2 separate regions of the Mus musculus genome follow, and region 2 is linked to region 1. The links are chromatin contacts, called in public promoter capture Hi-C maps. All regions are on one chromosome and are shown on one strand. The core of a region is the stretch at or near the end of the contact, and the rest is flanking DNA. Distances in the headings are between cores, read along the strand shown.

The links. Capture Hi-C pulls out chosen DNA fragments and counts their contacts.
Region 2: a promoter capture Hi-C map of liver shows a contact between it and region 1. The contact joins two enhancer-like sites. A contact is called at or near these places in 2 of 9 other capture datasets (liver and pancreatic islet).

What each region holds. Positions count from the first base shown.
Region 1 is chr11:49,835,159-49,842,772 of GRCm38.p6, reverse strand. Gfpt2 (glutamine fructose-6-phosphate transaminase 2) reads right to left here. Exons shown (of 19, transcript NM_013529.3): 18 at 7,000-7,161; 19 at 4,153-5,052. The coding sequence ends at 5,008. The region is part of intron 1 of Gm36507 (a long non-coding RNA gene); the gene reads left to right. Among named protein-coding and RNA genes, the nearest start is that of Gm36507, 7.3 kb to the left of the region's middle. Within about 2 kb of position 4,797, at least 29 of the 459 cell types and tissues checked have an H3K27ac peak or open chromatin away from gene starts, as enhancers often do. A contact at or near this core is called in liver, where this site is marked.
Region 2 is chr11:50,411,134-50,418,747 of GRCm38.p6, reverse strand. It overlaps Rufy1 (RUN and FYVE domain containing 1), which reads left to right. Exons shown (of 18, transcript NM_172557.3): 5 at 1,441-1,564; 6 at 2,447-2,508; 7 at 4,166-4,231. Among named protein-coding and RNA genes, the nearest start is that of Rufy1, 16 kb to the left of the region's middle. Within about 2 kb of position 2,912, at least 32 of the 459 cell types and tissues checked have an H3K27ac peak or open chromatin away from gene starts, as enhancers often do. A contact at or near this core is called in liver, where this site is marked.

The DNA.
Region 1 (7,614 bases), core at 3,548-6,047:
GTCAGCTTCTTTACCACAATGATAAGAATGAGCAGCACATAGCAGGTGAAAGGCTCTGGTGCAGACCCCAGGACCATAAGACAAAACTGAACTAGAAACCCCAACAACAGCAAGTAAAAGGAAAAAGGGAAGGGGAGTGAGTGATAATTCAAAGACAGACCAGAGCTTAGTCCTCTAGACCCCCATTTTAAAAGTTAGACATGTGCTTCTAAGACCTAAGGAGGCAGAGACAGGCAAATTTGTGGTTCAGTGGCCAGCCAATCTACCTTAATTGTGATCCTGAGGTCCCAACAAAAGACTTTGTCTCAAAAATACAAAATGCATGGCATCTGAAGATCGCGAGCACACACACACACACACAAGCTACACAAACGCACACATACACAAACACAAACTCACATAAATACACACACACAGGCACACACACACAAAGAGGTTTGTTTTGGTGTGTGGTTGGAAGTACAGGGTTGAGAAATCTTATCCAGTTATGGCTTTCTTGCTGGCAAAGTCTCTGGGCAGTTGAGACAAAGTCTGTGAACTGTGTATATGTGTGAATGTCTGGTGGTTTTCCTCATAAAACCTCCAGAAGCCTACCCTAATCCTAATGACATCTGATCCTGATCATTTCTGTAAGGCCTCACCTCTAAACACCACAGCTGAAATAACCTTTTACCTCTTCTTACCTCACGATAGCCCTGGGGCCACTCACATTGCATCAGACCCACAGGAAGACTTGCTCTGGGAAGTTCTTGTGCTGTGCACTGTGGTGAAAAGGATGGAGCCAGCCTCAGGGAACCAGCTTGCTCAGGAGCCAGGGCTGGAGAAGTCAGGGGTTTACTCTCATCACATCTTGTTCTTCTCTGGGTCTCTCTCTCTCTCTCTCTCTCTCTCTCTCTCTCTCTCTCTCTTTCTCTCTCTCTCTCTCTCTTGCCTTGGGGTGCCTGCTACCTGTCCGTGCTGTTGCTCCAGCATTCAAGAGCAAGGACCCTCTGTCTTGAAAACTCCAAGACTCAGTGATGAGCCTTTCTTGTAGTTTCTACATACATGCCAGTCAACTTCGTTAGACCCAGGCTCACCTGATACCACCTGAAGAGAGTGGACTGAACTAGCTGGAAGTGGTGGTAATGAAGGGACATATTCTCTGATATCTGGAGGGTGTAGAGGTGACATGGGGGGCTTGTGCTGAATGGAGGTAGATGATCAGGACTGTATAACTGGAAACTGAATGTTGTGGCCCTCAGTGGGCCTTTTTCTAGGCATCTTCCAGAGTGCCAGCCTCTGGCTGAGCCTTAATTTCCAGCCTAAAGACCAGATAGGTTTTTTTGAAAGTCTATCAAGCTCTCTGAACACATTGACATTATGACACTCCACATCACCAAGGGTTTTCTAGCAGTGAATGCCCATGTTAACAGATATATACGCAGAACTTGTGATCAACTGGCCTTGAACCTGGATAAGACAGTCCAAGGTCATATGGAAAAAAGATTAATACGGGCAAACAGAAAACTGAGTCTTACTACACAGAGACTCAGCAGAAGATAAATTCCAAAAGAAAAAAAAAATATTATTTTTGGCTTTAGAGGGACTGAAAATATATCGCACCCTTGAGACAAGAGCAGCCCTTCAGAAGCTAGTCTGCATATTCATACATGACCTTGCTCTCAGGTGAGGTAGCCTACAGGTAATCACACCCCAGTAACAGAAAGAGCACAGATCTTTGTGTTTCTAAGACTAGTCTTTGTGTTCTCTGACTGAAGGAACCAGAAGTCACTAGAGATCCAGTAGGTCAGGAAATGTACAAGGAGGATCTGGAGTTTACTGTGATATGAATCAGGAAGTACTTACAAGATACACAGACAGACCCAGAATGTTGGGGGTGTGTCAGAAGTGCAGAGGCCAACTCAAACAGCTCCCATCAGGCTTAGTTAGACTCTCAGCAAATAGCACCTGACACAGAACCTTGGCAGAGGGCAAAATCTGGCACTGACTGCCTCAGGTGGATTAATCTCAGACCAAGGTTAACACCGACAGTTAACAATGACATAACTCCCCCAGTGTAGGGGAATGCCAGGGAGGGAGGATGGGAGTTGGTGGGGGGGGGCACCATCATAGAGGCAGGGGAGGGGGCAATGATGTAGGGGGTTTCTGAAGGGGAGACCTGGAAAGGGGAAAACATTTGAAATGTAAATAAAGAAAATATCAAGCAAAAACAATCAGCTAAGTTTAAAAAAAAAAGAAGAAGAAGAAGCAAGGAAGCTGGGGATGGGGGGTTTGTGGAGGGGAAATCGGGAAGGGGAATAACACTTGGAAAATGAAATATTATGAAAGGAAACAAAACAGAAACAAAACACTGACATGGTTCGTGGTGTTAGTGGTGTGTATCCTTGAAGGGAGGTGATGAGAATATTTCTCTTTCTCCCCCAGGGCCATAAACCCATCCTAACCATGAGGAAAACTCAGACAATGAACTGGTGGGTGTTCTACAAAATCCTACCTATGTTCCTTAATACATAGGCATACATTCCTAGTGGATAGGTTGGTTGTGGATAGGGTAGTAGAGACAGTTAGGGAGAGAAGATTGAACACATTTCCTAACTAGTTGAACTAAAAGACAAGATTGTTGATACGGGAGAGTGCTTAGACTCAGCCCATCAAATAGCTTCAAGCTCTGATGCAGGCATTTTTAGTTCAGAGAGGCCAGAGGAGAGGAAACAGAACTCTGTAACAACATAATTCAAGATTTCTTAGAACTCTGGGGCTGCAGAGATGGCTCAGTGGTTAAGAGTGCTGCATCCTCTTCCAGAGGACTTGGGTTTGATTCCCTGTACCCACACACATAACCGTCTTTAACTCCAGTTACAGGGGATCTGATACCCTCTTCGGGACATCACAGGCACCAAGTATGCAAGAGGTGCACACATATACATGCGTGCATACACCTAAAATTAAATACTCTCCCAAACCTAAAGGGTGCGCATATCTTGACCGAGGTTAACATCTATCAAAGAGACTCAAGGCTATATAACACTGCAGTATCTGAGGACAGAAGAAGCCAAAAGAGAATAAAAAAGTCACCGACAAAGACATATTAGGGAGATTTCTGGACTTAATAACAACACAAAGAACAAGAGAATGGACAGTTCTAATTTTTTTTTCTGACTTAAAATTCCTTATTGGGTAAACCTTCATCAAAGTATAAGCAATAGTTTCTTGATCTATTAGGTTCCCCCAAATCACCTCTCGCCATGGTCTATTGGATTTGTATTTCTCCCCCAATCTGTTTATATCCCTAGCCCCCATGTGATGGTAATGAAAGTGGGATCTGGGCTGTGGAGGTGACACAGTGGGTCCAGCACTTGCTGAGCAAGTATGGAGAGCCAACCTTTGGATACAGAGCACCCATATAGAAGCCAGGATGGTGTGGTGATCTGCCTGCGATCCCGGCACTAAGGAAGGAGAGATGGGACATACTAGCCAACTACACTAGCCAAACCAGCCAACTGTGGGCTCAGAGAGGAAATCCCACCTCAGCCAAGTGCAGAGCAATTCAGAAAGACACCCAGGGTCAACCACTGTACAGGCATATGCTCCCACACACATACAAACATGCATATACACAATAGTCAGGCCTTTACAGAACGGATGGGAACCAGTGCCTTTTGGTGGGGGGGGAGGGGAGTGGGGGGGGGGAGTGGGAGGGGGGGTTGGTTTTCAAGACAGGGTTTTTCTATGTAGGTCTAGCTGTTCTAGAATGCATTTTGTAGGCCAGGTTGGCCTTGAACTCAGAGATCTGTGCATGTGCCACCACACCTGGTGGAATCCGTGCTTTTTAAAAGAAGCTCTAGGAGCTCACTTGCCTCTTCCACAGTGAGAAAGTACAAAGGCTTTCTGGTAGGGACAAAAAAAGCAAACTCTCCCACATATCAAAACAGCTAGTGTCTTGATCTTGGATTTCTCAGCCTCTAGAGCAATGGAAAATACCTCCCAACGAGGATTAAATTCAACACACTAATGAACCATGGGGGGAGGTGGAGGGGAGAGACACATCCAACTGCTATCTAAACTGCATCACTAACGATGAGAATGCCCCCTCCAGACACTGCTCAGACCCTCAGATGTAAGGAAAAGGAGGTTAACTAAATTCAAACAAGTCGGAAAAAAAAAGTTGCACTGTCTTTATTGTAAAATTGCATAGTACATTGATTGTGCACGCTTTTAAATAGAGCAGGGCAGCCCCACGAAACCGCCCTCTTGTGTGGGGCATCTCAGGCTGGTTTACTATGAACAGGGAGCCGGGACCAAAGTGCTGCCTGGGCTTAAGAAAAAAACCATAATCTGATTAAGCAGAAGTCAGAGAGCTAAGGAATTTGAGTCCATCTGAGAATATTGAAAGGAGGAGAGACTTTAACTGGGCTCAAAGGAAACATAGGGAGAGGGGAGAGGGGACGCGTTGATTTCAGGGGACAGGAATCAGGAGCAGCTTGTGGAGGGAGAACAAAGAGAAAGGAGACAAAGGGCTCATGCCAGTGCCCCAAACCGAGATGAATGACACCTGCACGAGTGTGTCCAGAGACAGCACTCTGGGTAGTCCAGAGGCATGGGCTAGGGCGTTACCATGGCTACAGAAAGCCACACATTAGAAAAATAACTTAAAAGCTATACAATCGTCATTATAAATATTTCGACTTTTAAAACTAGCTAGTGTTGGTTAAAAAAAGGTTCACAGTTACTCTGAAGAGAGCGGTATCTCTATTGCACAGTAGTGGAAAGTCTGCTCTGATCCCCATGTGTAAACAATCCCTTCTCAGTGACGTCAGGACACAGAGAAACAGCATTTGCTGTAAGCAAAGCACTTTGGGTACAAGGCACGTCAAAGCTGTCAAGCTCTACTGGAAGCATGAGGGGCCCACGGAGGCCCACTTCCTTTCCCGTGTGGCATCTTGGCAGTTGGTTCAGGTCTTGAATCAGACTGCAGGTGACGACAGTCTTGTGATAGAAGTCCTGTTCTCATTCCACAGTGACAGACTTGGCTAGGTTTCTGGGGAAGTCAACCTAAAAAGAAAGACAGGAGGGTAAAGGATGATGCTCACATGAGGTCCTTGCTTAGCATGCAGAGCCATGGGTTCCATCTCCAGCACCCCATAAAGCAGGCACAGAGAGATACAAACCTGGACAGCCGGAGGATTAGAAGTTCAAGGCCAGCCTCTACCACATAGCAATTTGTTGAGTATCTCACAGGTGCCAGTACCATGCTGTTTCTGCACTCAGGTACTCATGTACACAAAACCACACAGACATATATACAATTAAGAATAAAGCTTCGATGAGTGGAGGTGGAGCACACCTTTAATCCCAGCACTCAGGAGGCAGAAGCAGATGGACCTCTGTGAGGTTTGAGGCCAGCCTGGTCTATGTGAGGTTTGAGGCCAGCCTGGTCTAGAGAGCCAGGACAGCCCAGGGTGTATACAGAGAAACCCTGTCTTGAAAAACCAAGCCAAACCAAAGAACAAAGCATCATAAAAAGAAAATGAAAAGAACAAACAAACATTAGGATTGGGGTGTAACTCACAGAGTGTCTGCATAGCACATGTTTAAGACCTTTGTTTGAACACCAGCGCCAGAAAAATTAATTAATGAAAAAAAATCATGTTTTTGGAGGAATGTACATGAATTTCACAAGACTGTTATTTAGAGTACAGACTGGGAAGGAAATATGATTGGAAATGGGTAAGAGAGTGGGTTTTCACTGATCTGCAAGAAGATGTTTTATTTATATGTTAAGAAAAAACTGAAACAAATACAACAAAAAGTTATCAGGTACGAATTCGGATGATATACACTTAGGTGTGTCTGGGATAGTGTTCTTCAGATTGTTATAGTTTTATAAGCTTCTCAAAATAAAATTGTAGCATAGTTTTGTTTTGTTTTGTGCTTGTTTTTTTGTTTGTTTGTTTGTTTTAGCACAGTGAATTTTTTCTTACACATTTGTTGGTGAGATAAATCATTTCTTTTCTGAGGTGTCATCTGGATGTTAGCAGTCTCCAAATGTCAAATCATTTTCTCCACAGTGATAGATCTTAAATGTGGGACAATGATGTGCCTTCAAACTTGTTCACTGTGATGTTATTCATACAAATGAAAAATTGGAAACAGCAGCCTCGTTAGTAACTATTCAGTAAAACCATGTTAAGAGCTTGGAATGGCGGCGGCCCCAGAGCTGTCTCAGTAAGAGTGCTTTGCTCTACCTGAGTATCTGAGCTAGACTCCCAACACCCACAGCACTGGCTCACAACCACCTACAACATTAGTGCCAGGGGGATCTGAACTAATCCGACCCCCAGGGGCTTCTGGGGGAAACTATGTATGTGTAGCATAGAGCTGCATAGATACAAGTACAGGCATATAAGTAAAAATGTAAAAATAAAAAGATTTTAAAGGAATACTATACAACAATTGAACGTTGCACCTAACACGTTCATAAAGATGAAAAAAAATTTAGTATAACAATACAAGGAAGAAACAGAATCTTAACTTTGATAACAGTAGTGTTTGTTTGTTTGTTTGTTTGTTTGTATCTGGGTCTCTCTTTGTAGCACAGGCTGCCTCACATGTGTAATTTGCCTGCCTCAGCCCCTGAATGCTGGCTTCTAAGTGTGTTTCACCACACCTGCCTTGAGAATTTATTTATTTATTATTTATTTGTTTGTTTGTTTGTTTTGCCAGCTCTTAGGGAACCTAAACAACCTTAAAATGAAAGTTACTTTAAATGATATCATTGCTCCAATAAGCATTTTAATCCAAATAAGTGTTTAAAAAAAAAAAACAAAAAAAGCAACTTGTCCATTACAAACAGCACAACGACATATCTGTGCATTGAAATGGTACCCTGAGCCCATAACTATGTACAAACTCCTTAAAAAACTACAATGCATCGGTAAGAAAGAACCTTTAGCTTTCTGTTTCAACCCTTTGCTGTGCTTATGCAAACTTTAGACTTACATCATAACCTCGGAGGACAGCCAGGTGGAAGGACAGAAGCTGGAGTGGAATCACGCTCAGGATACCCTGGAGACAGTCCACTGTGTGGGGAAGTTCAATGGTTTTATATGCAAACTTGGAGCTCTCGGTGTCATCCTTGGAACACAGTATGATTGGGCGACCCTAAAGCAGAGAAAGGGGATCATAAAGTACCGTGTTTCTGAAAGAAGCAAACCCTCTCCTGCACCGAGTATAGCTTCTGGAATTTTCTGGAGTCAGCACTGCTATCGTGGTGACATTATCAGTGAGGTCATGTGTATGCCACGTGTAAAGGACAGGTGTGCTTCTTGGTGTCTTTCTTCCCCTCTCCTGGTCAGGTGACTGCACCTTGCACCATCATTCTGCATCCATTTGTTGACCAGCTTCACAAATGCCTTGACCTGACCTACTCCTAACTCTTCACAATCCATGAAAATAGAATCATGAGCAAAGGTGAATTCTGGGTAAATGCCACGGGGGCAATGAAACAGTGAAAGTGATAAGGTTTATATGCTGTTAACACTGACTGTCAACTTGACCAGATCTAGAATCACCTAGGAGACAGGTCTCCAAGCACATCTGTGTGGGATTATCTAG
Region 2 (7,614 bases), core at 1,663-4,162, 580 kb before region 1:
TTCAATAAAATGGTATTTAATAGACTGGATGATAACAGGAATAAAATAACTGTTGAATGGTGGGTAATTCTTTTTGTAAAAAACATACATATGTCATCCTAGCTGAAGATTTCATATCCAGTTTGTAAAATGTGGATTTGTTAGCATTAGTGAAAACTTAAATAATGGCTATCACTGAAATTTATGACTGACTCATTCTTTATATGTATGGCTTATAAACAAGTAGTCATTGTAAAAGAGATTTTCTCTAGACTGAAATTTATATAACAGAAATCTCTAGAGTTAATCTCTTGTCTAACTCAGATTAAAATTTCCTTTTCATCGTAGCCAAGACCCAAATTTTTTTTATTGTTGAACATAGCTTGTTTTAATTTTTGGTTTTTCTTTCCTTTTAAATTTATTTACTTATTTTCAGGAGTTGTGAATACCATGGCACATACATGTGGGTCAGGAAAATAAAATGAAGTCAGTTCTCTCCCCTTTTGGGGCGGGGGAAGGACAAGATTTCTCTGTATAGACCAGGCTAGCCTTGAACTCACAGAGCTTCCCCTGCCTCTGCCACCCAAGTGCTGGGATTACAGATGAGTGCCAGCACACCCTCTCAGTCCCCTCCTTCAATCCAGCAGGTTCCAGAGATCAGCTCAGAGTGTCAGGCTGGTGGCAGGGGCCTTTGTCACTGTCACCTCACCAGCCAGTCATGGTGACCTAATGTTTCAGGCAGCCAAGGTCTTCGATAGAGAGAAGCCAAGTGAAGACACAGGGACACAAGGCAGGACAACAGGAAGACAGAGGCCAGGAGTAGGGGAGAGAGAGGGGAAGTAGTGGCTCGGGATATAAACTGCTTGCTTTGCAGGCATGAGGTTCAGTCCCCAGCACATACATGAAAAAGCTGGAGTTAAAAGCTCTCTTTCATGCAGACAAAACACCCATACATACACATAGAATAAAATGATAAAATATAAAATAAAAAGCAGCCATCTAAGAACCAGCACCTGAGGTTGACCTCTGGCTAAGCTTTGGCTCACAGGTTTCTGAGGTTTCGGTCCATAACTGGTCCTTTTGCTTTGTGCCTGGAGCAAGGCAGCATATCCTGTAGGAAGCATGTGGTAGGTAGAATAAAAACTGACTTCCTGGACAGAAAGGGAGAAAGAGGAAAAGGCAAAGGTCACACACCTTCAGAACACACCTCTGGTGACCTCTCAGCTGGTCCCTCTCCTAACTGCAACCAAGCTGGGAAGCAGGCTGGTCACATGGATCTCTGGGGAGACATGTAGGCCAAGAAGAGGCATTTGACATGTTAGGAGAAAGGAGGGTCCCTGAGGGTCCCTGCTCCAGGGTAGGTGCCAGTGGAAGGATCCTAGCGATGCAAAGGCAGGAGAGCTGGGGTGAGGTGAGTGAGGGTGTTTGTGAGTAGCTCCCTGACATGCCAGTCTCTTGCAGTGAGTTCTATGAGCCCGAGGCCTTAATGATGGAGGAGGAAGGAATGGTGATCGTGGGTCTGCTGGTGGGACTCAACGTTCTGGATGCCAACCTCTGCTTAAAGGGAGAAGACTTGGATTCTCAGGTAACGTGGATTTAGGCCCTAGTGGGATGAACCCGGCCAGCGGTTGTTGGCTTGAAATCTGCAGACAGCTCTCCATTTTGATTGGATGTAATTTCCTGTAATGATCTCCATCTGTTGCAAGGAGAAGTTCTTGATGGGGGTGAGGACTACACTTATCTGTTAGTATTTGGATAGGTATTTAGAATGTAGTTTGAGAGTATGCTGGTTTAGTAAAGTGGTGGTTGTAGGTTCCTCTCCAAGATCCATGTCTTCACTAGCTCTGGGCAGATGGCTAAGTTTCCAGCACCAGACATGGTTTCCCTCTTGTTGAGTGTGTCTTCAATTCAGTGAGAGAGCTGTTACTTACTGCCAAGGGATCTGTGCCACTCCTGGACCCTTAGTCTGTGGTGCCATGCTGGTCATTGTTCGGTTCATGTCAGCCTTTCTTATAGCATCCAGGACCACGTGCCCAGTGGCACCACCTACAAGGGCTGGGCCTTCCCATATCAATCATTAATCAAGAAAATGCCTCATAGGCTCCCTACAGAAGCATTTCCCAGTTCCCTCTTCTCAGATGATTCTAGCTTGTGTCAGGTTGACAAAACTAACAAACAAACAAGATAGGGGTGCAAAGGACTTAGAAGTGTCCCATAAACAAGACTGTCCTTTAGTCTAGAAGTCTCTCTAGTGTTCGTTCTCTCTCTCTCTCCCTCCCTCCCTCCCTCCCCTCTGTTTTAAAATTACTTAGTACACCCAAACCTTTGATGCTCTTTATAAATGCCCCATCCTCCTTTGGATGCACACACAGTTGTGGGGTGACCATCCTGAATCTCAAGGCTTACAGGGCTTGTGGGGATGAGCACAGCACGTTTGATGTGAGCTTGTGCCCTCTGTCTCCATCAGGTCGGGGTGATTGACTTCTCTCTCTGTCTGAAGGACGCACAGGATCTTGACAGCGGCAGAGAGTGAGTAGTGAGCTGCTCGCAGCCCCTCACCAGCTGGTGACACGGGCTTGGGTTTGCTTTGCAACTTCAGCTTTGTTTAGTTAATTTAGTTACAGAGGTGAGTCTGGTGGCATCCTCTCTGTTTCAGGAGTTGCTCTCAGAATTGAGCATGCGTGTGGAAGTTCCCCTTTTATACCATCTCCTTTGCCCATCGCAGTCCACTCCCCTCACCACAGGAAGCTGCTATGGTCACTTCCATCTAAGCCATGTGGGGTGTGTGTGTGTGTGTGTGTGTGTGTGTGTGTGTGTGTGTGGTGTAGCATGTGGGTGGATGCATATTCCACAGCACACATATGGAGGTCAGAAGACAACTGTGTGGAGCTGGTTCTCTGTGGCCACCTTTATGTGGGCTCTGGGAATTATACTCAGGTCATCTGACCTGCGTGGCAAGTACTTTACCCACTGAACCATTGCATCAGACTCCAGGTTTATTTTTGGTTTTTTTTTTTTTTTTTTTTTTTTTTTTTTTATTGACTGTCCAAAACATACTGAGCTTTTTCTACCAATAATGGGATAACTGTAGGACACCCCTAGTGGTTGTGTGTTATGCAGACATACAGGACTAAATCTGATCTACTTGTATAGTAGACCAAGAGAAATTCACCCAAAGGACGATGAAATGAGAAAAGTATGATAACAAGGAATACATATATTTCTTTTTTATAAGCCAAAACAAGTTGAGTATATAGTGCGTGGTATATGTTAGCTCGATGTGCTGGTTAGAGGCACAAAAGAAGATAGCCAGTAAGCCATGACTATGGGTTACCTCAAGGAGCACTAGCAAGTAAAGAAAAAGCAAAAGGTAAAAGAAACAAAAGGATAGCAACTATAAAACAAACTCCAGCCCAGCACCTGTGGCATGAAACAATGTGGCACAGCCCCATTTACGTGAGCTACAAATATAGAAGTATGTGTTAAGGAGTGACAGGAAGGTCGGTGAGATGGCTCCGTGCAGCTCTCGCACACACAGACACACAGACACACACACACACACACACACACACACACACACACACACACACACGACTTACAGAAAGAAAGAGCTGGAGAGATGGCTCAGTGATTAAGTTGCTGCTCTTATACAGAACCCGCATCCGGTGGCTCACAGCTGTTTGTAACTCCAGTCCCACAAAATATGACACTCTGTCTTCCAAGGGTATTTGCATATATGCTGTGCATACTGACAAACAGGAAAACACGTATACGCAAAAATTGTAAATGATTGGAATTTTTAAAAAAAAGAAACCGATCAGAGGGAGAGCTCTACTGTGAAATGTTGAGGGCTTTTTCACTCTAACTTGTCCTGCTGTGTTCTGAAAGTCTTTGTTTCCTTGAGAGCGTGTCCCCTTTCCTTCAGTACAGTAAGACCCAGAGCCACGTGTGTGGCGGCAGGTGTGTTCACTGTGCACAGATGCCAATGGCTTTCTGTCCTCCCCACTGAGGCACAGGTGGTCAGGGACCTGTCCTCAAACCTTGATGCTGTGTCAGGCAAGCCATGCTGTTTACTCCACAGTGGCTCTGCCGGTCTCAGTTTCTGAAGATCGGGATGGCTGTACACAGGCCATACATAGACGGTTTGACATGGATCTAAGGTCTTCTCTCTGTGCTCTTCTCATAGGCATGAAAGAATTACCGATGTCCTTGATCAGAAAAATTACGTGGAGGAACTTAACCGGCACCTAAGGTAAGGCTCACTCCTCGCCAGTGCCAGTTGTTCTGTTGGGTGCCACAGACCTTTGCCGAGGTCTACAGTTTTAACTGTTAGGATTACGGTTTGTCTAAACAGAGAGACAAGTTGTAACCATTCAAGCCACATTTGTGTGTCCAGCCTCAGAGAGGACCCCTCCCTGATGAATGGCTTTGGGAAGACCTTGGGCTTTGTTTTGTACCGTGGTACAGCACGGAGATATAAATACACAGAGCCTGGAGCTCTGCCCCTACTCCACAGCCTTAGGAAAGGGAACAAGTGAAATAATATGAGAAATGAAGGAAGAGGCTAGCAGTGGTCTCAACCTTCCTAACGCTGTGACCCTTTCATACTGTCAGTTCCTCATGCTGTGCTGACCCCCAGACATAAAATTATTTCATTGCTACTTGATAACTGTAAGTTTGCTACTGTTATTAATCATGATGTAAATGCTTTTGGAGCTAGAGGTTTGCCAAAGAGGCCGTGGCCCACAGGTTGAGAACCACTGAGCTAGAGTCCCGGCTCAGCAGTTAGGAAGGCATATTGTGCTTCCAGAGTTGTGTTCCCAGTACCCACCTCAGGCAGCTCTCAACTGCCTGCAGCTCCAGCTCCACAGGGAGCTATCATCTCTGGCCTCCATGGGCGGGCACACACACACACACACACACACACACACACACGTGAATAGGTGTGTGTGCGCGTGTGTGCATTAAACAGAGTCTGGGGCTGAAGAGATGGCTCAGCGGTTAAGAGCACTGACTGCTCTTCCAAAAGTCCTGAGTTCAAATCTCAGCAACCACGTGGTGGCTCACAACCATTCATAACAAGATCTGATGCCCTCTTCTGGAGTGTCTGAAGACAGCTACAGTGTACTTACATATAATAAATTAAAAAAAAAAAAAAAAAAAAAAAAACAGAGTCTGACTATGTAGTCCTTGGCTGGTGCGGAGCCTGGAACTCACAAAGACACATCAGCCTTTGCTTCTCCAGTCTTGGGGTTAAAGGTGTGAGCCACAAGCATGGCCTAAAATGAAGTCTTAAATTTAGGGGGAGGGGGAGGAAGTCTGGGGTTGTGATTCAGAGAAGCCCTAGATTTCAGCCGCATCTCTCACACACACACACACACACACACACACACACACACACACACACACACACACACAAGGTTGAGTGAGGGATGATGTACGTGCATATGCTCGAGTTCCTGGTATGTATGCTTGACTAGAGCATTAATAGTGAAGTGAGCTGGGCATGGTAGTGCACACCTTTAATCCCAGCACTCCGGAGGCAGAGGCAGGTGGATTTCTGAGTTCGAGGCCAGCCTGGTCTACAGAGTGAGTTTCAGGACAGCCAGGGCTATACAGAGAAACCTTTTCTCGAAAAAAAGAAAAAAAAAACAACAGTGAAGTGATCTACTTCTCCAGTTGTGGGGAGACTGAGTTGATGCTTAAGTGATTTAAAATGCTATCAGCAAAGATGACTTGACATCTAGTTCAGAAACTTAAGTTCTTGCTCTTATCAAAGGGCTTGTTGCTGTCATCAGATTTATAGAATCTTTACATTTTTCATATTCTTTCGGTATAAAAGTAGTTTAAAATATCACAGAAGTGGCTGAAGGAATGGCTAAGTGGTTGAGAGCAATTGTTGCTCTTGCAGAGGACCCATGTGGTAGCTCATAACCCCAGTTCCAGGGATCCAGTCTTCTGACTTCTGTGGACGCTGCACACACGTGGAGCACATACATTCATGCAGGCAAAACATTCATACACATAAAGAGTAAATCTAGCCGGGCGTGGTGATGCACGCCTTTAATCCCAGCACTCCGGAGGCAGAGGCAGGCGGATTTCTGAGTTCGAGGCCAGCCTGGTCTACAGAGTGAGTTCCAGGACAGCCAGGACTATACAGAGAAGCCCTGTCTCAAAAAAAAAAAAAAAAAAAAAAAAAAGAATAAATCTAGGCTGGGTGTGGTGGTGCATGCCTTTAATCCCAGCACTTGCGAGGAAGAGGCAGATGGATCTCTGTGAGTTCGGGACCATCCTGGTCTACATAGCAAGGCAGACAAGAGATACAGAACAAAGAGACCCCAGCTTTTAAAAAACAAAACAAATAAAGAAAAATTAATAAATTAATTTTTAAAAGAATTTTCCAAAAATGTAGAAAAATATAAATAGGATTTAAACATTAACTGTCCAGGACTGGAGAGATGGCTCAGCAGTTAAGAGCATTGACTGCACTTCCTAACATGTTCAATTCCCAGCATCTGTATGCTAGCTCATAGCCATCTGCAACTCTAGATCTCGGGGATCTCACGGCCTCTTCTGAGCTCTGCAGGCAGCAGGCTTACACGTAGTACAAATATACATGCAGGAAATGTACATACATGCAATAAAATAAATAAAGATTAAAACTCTGCCTCGCATTCGGGGAGATGGCTCAGGGTGTGAGGAACTTGCTGTACAGAATCCAAGTTCTGAGCTGCAGTACAAATGCCGGGCGTGGTGGTGCACGTCTTTAATCCCAGCACTTGGGAGGCAGAGGCAGGTGGATTTCTGAGTTTGAGGCCAGCCTGGTCTACAGAGTGAGTTCCAGGACAGCCAGGGCTACACAGAGAAACCCTGTCTTGGAAAAAACAAACAAACAAAAAAAAGAAGCTGAGCATTGCCATGTACATATGTGACCTCAGCCTTGGGACATGGAAATGGGCAAATCCCTAGAACTTAGTAGCTAACCATTCTAGCCAATTAGTGAGCTACACATCAGTAAGAGACCTTGTCTCAAAGGTTAAGAGAGTGGGGCTGGAGAGATCACTTAGTGGTTAAGAAGCAGGTCCTGCTCTTGAGAAGGCCCTGGGTTTGGTTCTCAGCACCTACACGGCAAATCAAAACCATCTGTAACTCCAGTACCAGAAGCTCTGGTACCCTCTACGGCCTCCTTAGCTGCTAGGCACACGGATACATACAAGTCAAACACTCATATACATCCAAGTAAGTCTTTTTAAACAAATAAAAACAAATTGAGATAACCGGTGGCAACTTCTGACTTACACACACACACACACACACACAACTGGCAAGATTGCTCAGCAGGTACAGCTCCTGCTGCCAAGCCTGGTGATGTTGGCAGGGTGTGGCCGCACATACCTTTAATTCCCAAACACTTGGGAGGCAGAGATAGACAGGTCTCTGAGTTCGAGGCTAGCCCTGCCTGATATACATAGTGAGCTCCGGCTCAGCCAGGGCTATATAGAAAGACCATATCTCAAAATAAAATTAAAGTAAAATAAAGTGAGCCTGACCTCTGGGGCCCACGTGGTAGGAGGAGAGAAATAACTCTGTGAGTTGTCCTGAGCTCTACAGCTGCACTGTGGCAAGTGACCTCTG